Linked DNA regions of Astyanax mexicanus: region 2 is linked to region 1. The links are chromatin contacts, called in public Hi-C maps. All regions are on one chromosome and are shown on one strand. Each heading gives the region's core, a stretch centred on a gene start, on an enhancer-like site or on the middle of the called end of the contact. The rest is flanking DNA. Distances are from core to core; before and after follow the strand shown. Region 1 holds the start of wfs1b (Wolfram syndrome 1b (wolframin)). Region 2 holds the start of selenot2 (selenoprotein T, 2).

The links. A called contact is a pair of places that touch in the nucleus more often than the background predicts.
Region 2: a Hi-C map of blood shows a contact between it and region 1, with 2.8 times the contacts expected there. The contact joins the promoter of selenot2 here to the promoter of wfs1b in region 1. A contact is called at or near these places in 2 of 3 Hi-C or Micro-C datasets (blood and muscle).

Annotation. Positions count from the first base shown.
Region 1 is chr10:18,892,940-18,895,512 of AstMex3_surface, forward strand. It overlaps wfs1b (Wolfram syndrome 1b (wolframin)), which reads left to right and starts at 1,305. Exons shown (of 8, transcript XM_022683592.2): 1 at 1,305-1,573.
Region 2 is chr10:19,073,593-19,076,165 of AstMex3_surface, forward strand. selenot2 (selenoprotein T, 2) reads right to left here and starts at 1,300. Exons shown (of 7, transcript XR_007440935.1): 1 at 940-1,300.

The sequences.
Region 1 (2,573 bases), core at 55-2,554:
AGTCATTCTCAACAGAACAAGCACAGGTTCAGGTTCGGGCTGAATTTTTTTGGGCCTGATCTAAACTCTATTCACATGCACAAGATTGTGTTGTATTTGGTTTTAAATTCAAAAAATATCTTTCTATTCAGAGAGGCCTTGGACAATTGGAAAGGTGGCTGTGAGTTTCAAAATGTTAAAGAGCACTATTTCTGTAATGAAGAGTGAATTCAGTGTTAGTGTTGTAGTTGATGACTTAAAAAAGGCATCATAAAGTCAAAGCAAAATGTGTTAAATTTCTGTTATTATTCATTTATTTTCTAATTACTAATATGTTTGAAGAATGCAGTAAACAGTAAATGTCAAATATTGATGTAGCAGTCATGTCCTACCGAGAGTAAATTGCATTAAATAGAATTAATAACTTAGCACATCATATATATTTGTAAAGGGAAATTGATTTAATGATAAATAAAACAAAATAACAATTTATATAATTAATACAAGTACATTATAATTTAAATTAAGAACATAAATAGTTTTATGCTAAATATATACAACAGTTTAATATTCAGAATACACATTATACATATTTACAGTTTTAAAGTGTAAAAACGTTTTATATATTTGTTCTTCAAGTCGTGTCTTTGTATTTTGTCTTTAAATATAGTAAATGCTGTACATGTCTTTCATGGACATAACGTGGTTCTGTGTACTTCTTTTCAGTTATACATCATCAGTTAAAACATAAAATTAAACAACTTTATCAAAGTGTAACAGAAAAAGACTAAAATGTGAAAGAAAACCTTTTATATTTAACGTTTATTTTTACTTTTAGAATGTGAGGTTAGTGGTGATACATTTTTACATTCATTCGGGTATATTGTTGCCGCCATACCTCCACTTTTTTATTACATTATTTATATATTATATGAGAAATTATCTGAAAATGTTGTTTGTTTTTTGAGAACGGATTCTACATTTTGTGGCAAAGTTACCTGCGATAATAATGATATTTAATACTTGAGGACTTTTATTTTGGCATTTAGCCACACTGTTAGGTTGTGTCTCAAACGGAACACATGTTGCCTACTCAGAAAGTCTTCTGGGACAGGAAGGCTTGTCTGAATATGAATTAACAGAGTGTAGTAATCGTAGGTAACGCTAGCTTTCTTACATTATGTGTTATGTTATTTAGTTAAAAAAGAGTCGCCTGGGGTTCAACTTAAATAAGGAACAAAATAAGGAGCTAGAGAAGTATCGAGGCAGCTGGTGTCGGATTGGGACAGAGCCAGCGGCAGCGGGAAGTCTGGTGCGGTGCGTCAGAATTGTAGTCCAATGAAACAAAGCGCTGCTGCAAGCGGGGGGCGGGGTTATTCAGAAAGCAACAGCTGGATCGGCCCCTGTGCGGATGGCTTCACCTTCAGAGCCTGTTTATGTGCAAATGCTGCGTTGAGACACGTATAAACACACGCGTACACAAAAACATACAGAGCTCAGACAGTAGAGAATGAGCAGCGCGGAGTGAGCGGAGTCCGAGAGCGAGTCTTCCCGCGTCCTTCATCAGGAGAGCCGCGGAGGAGGAGGAGAGCCGGTGAGTGGAACTAGCCTCCGGTACTTCTGGCTAACCGAATCTAGCTGTGTAGCTTTATAAGCTTATATAATGGCATTAATTGGGCTAACAAAAAATAAAGTGACGTTTTCACAGCTGCTGTGGGTTTAAACTGTAGTTTTACTTATTTATTAGAGGAAACCTCTTCTTGCACGACCTTCAGAAAAGATGCTGAAAGCCCAACTTTTGTACAGTGTTTCTCAGGGTTGTTGACAAAAGTTAGTTAACCTAGTTATCTAGGTTATCTAGCTTAGCTGCAGTAAGGGATTTTGTTCTTGGCAGGATGTCAGTAAGGGCTGTATTCCAGATAAAGAAAGTGTGTTGGGAGGATTTTGTTGGCAGTGATATTTGAAACCGGACCCTTTGGTTATATAGGACCTGTCACAAGGTTCAGAGAAGAACAACACGTACTTTAGTAATGGTCTGCACAGAGCCAGGTAACATATTTTACTGACCAATAATACTGCCATGGTCATCTTAGTGCTTCTAGCCCCCAGTGTTGTCACAGTACCAAAATAAGCTATAACTTTTGATACGATACCTGCATAAATATCTTAATACTGATACTGAAACAATAACCTAAAACCAAAATACAAAAAAAAAAAAGAAATTATTGGAATAACAAAATTATTAATTAATTATTTTATTAATTGTATTATTTATTAGTACGATTTTATTAATAAATCATATTTTAAATACAACTATATACATATTAATAGGAGAATAAAAAATATAAAATATGTTGTTTATACTCCATTTCAAGTAAGAATATAATAAAGTTATGGAAATTCTTTGATAACGTACCTTTGTCTGTGAGCCGTCTGAGAGAAGAGACCCTTCCCAATCAAAAAATTAAATAAATATAGTCGTCATCATCATTAACCCCAGCCCCAAGTTCAAGGGAAAAAAAGTAATTGGCTGCATCCGAAATTGTGTACTTCCATACTGAACAGTTCGCAAAAGCAGTATGCGAGATGGGGTA
Region 2 (2,573 bases), core at 50-2,549, 180 kb after region 1:
ATGCTTATTTTACTCACATACACCTATAGATAATTAAATAAAAATGTATCTGCCAATGCTGACACCGATACACACATTTATAACGTACAGAGACTGGTACATTTGTTTCGAACAACTGTAAACAATAATAAAATAAAATATGTCTTCCAAGAAATTTGTTGTTATTTTGTCAATAAATAAAACTAAATGTACCAATTGATATAGTGCTTTTAAAAAAACTGATGCTGCAAAACAGCTTTATGAAATTTATTACCAGGATCATATATCTCTGTTAAATGGAGTAACAATACGTCTTAACCATATTTACATTTTACAAGTAAAAATCTTAGTCACAGATAGCTATAACTAATTTGTTTTAGAACAAAAGTAATGTAATTCCAGATATTAATAAAATAGCCTAGAAAAAGATTATGGCTCAGTATAATGTCATGCTATGTACTGCTAGCCTGGCCTCACTAACTACCGCCTTACTGAAAATAAAGTACATTAACAACATTGTCATTAGCAACAAACTGTAACATCAGAGAGAGCGAGAGTTGATAATGTTTAATATGTGCATTAAATATGAAATAACATATTTTAAAGACATTTTAGAGAACATAACTGTTAGCTCACTAGCTAGGTAACTAGTTAGCTTGGCTAGCAGATCTGTATCTACCACCCTGGAGATGAGTAAACGAGATCCAGAAAGTAAAAATCCACCCCAAGGTTTTGTACCAACTGCCTGGGCGGCTCAGCCGCAGCTTCAACCGCCGAGTGAGTTGATACAAAACCCTGGGGTGGATTTCTACTTTCTGGATCTGGGTTACTCACCTCAACTCAGCACTCATTCTCAGAGCAGAGGCTAACGGCGTTAGCTAAGCTAAGCTAAGCTAACGAAGGTAGCTCAGGCTATTTAACCGAATATAGAACAGGCCCTGAATCAGTGAATTCCCTCACCAGTACTGGAACTTCAGGAGCGGGCCGGTGTAAAACTTGGCCTTGCTCTGCCGCTGAGTGAGCGGGTCTGGGTTGAGAAAGCCCCCCGGCCCCGAGCTTTCCGCCGCGGCCTGCTGCTGCTCGGGCTGCTGCTCCACCGCGCTCCGGCCGAGGTAAATATCCCGCACCGTCACCACGGTAAACAGCAGCAACGCCGTTAATATCCCCGCCTGGCTGTATTCAGCCATGTCTGCGGGGTGAAAAAACACGGGGAACGTCCAAAAACGTCCCCACGCCGCCACCTGCAGTGACCGACCGGTCTGTTCAGTCTTCAGTCGCCGCCTCTCTCCTTATTATCGCCAGTGAACCTCAACCAGTCATGGACCCCAACGGAGTGATGGCGAGATGAGGATACATCCCAAATTGCTTCGTCTGTCCTATCTAGTGCACTACATATGTCACAAAATTACAGCTCTACACTTAAATCTAGCATTAATTCTGTCTAGTATAACAGCATATGTTCTCTTTCACAGGCTGCGCGACTCCGTACAAAACAATTAATACATTGTTTTGATATAGAAGCTACGGTAAAGCTTTTAAAGAATGTATCGAGTCTACTATATAGGGAGAAGGGCATATTTTAAACGCGCCCGAAGATTTTTCAAAATAAAAGCACAAAAAAACTTTGAAAATCTAATATCTAATATAATGGCACATATATTAGACATGCATAGGCAGGCAGTGAGATTATATATAACATGTATATATACATAAATATCAGTGTAACGTTAGGTATTACACAGGTAACTTTGGGCTTATTTGTGACATGCCCACCAGTGTTTCAAAATAAAAGGCCTTCTGGGGATATAATTAAATTTTTTCAAGGGATTTCCTTTGCTGCCTTCTACAGGAGGAATTGAAAGAAGTGAAAAAAGATTGACTACAGCTCCACCTGCTGACCCTTTGCCAGAATGAACAAAAATGAGAATGAGAATGAGAAAAGTATGAACAGCCAGTAAAGTAGTAACATGATAGTGGGCAGTTATAGATGAGGTGTACTTAAACTTGTCCCAAAGAAAGTGTTACATATTATATTAAAAATCTTCTTCTTCTTTTCATCATTATTATTATTATTATTATTATTATTATTATTATTATTATTATTATTATTATTAAAGTGTTTATTTTATTTATTTATTTATTTTATTTATTTTTTATTTATAGTGGGTTTTTTTTTTTTATGTGGCAGGGCCACATATTACAGTTGGAAATTTAACTTGAAGCTCAGAACTGGACAATATGTTGCTCTGCATATACTGACATTTAAAACAATGACAAATTATCAGTGAAAGGGCCTTTCTTATACATTTAACAAAGGTGTCAAAATATTTACACTTATCAATGAACAGACTGAAGGAATATAATCACCAGAGCAGCCGACACAGCATTCTTCACTTCATAATGAACATGTTTTATCTTTACACCAGCAGCAGTCTTCGTGCTGAAGCATTTATCTGAGAACAAACCTTTCATACAGCAGCATATTAATTATTGCAAAAAACGTACTATTCCACAAATAGTTCAGACATAGTTCAGATAAATTAATAGCTAACTTCTATTTGGACGAGATTTTATCTTTTACTTGGACAAAGTTG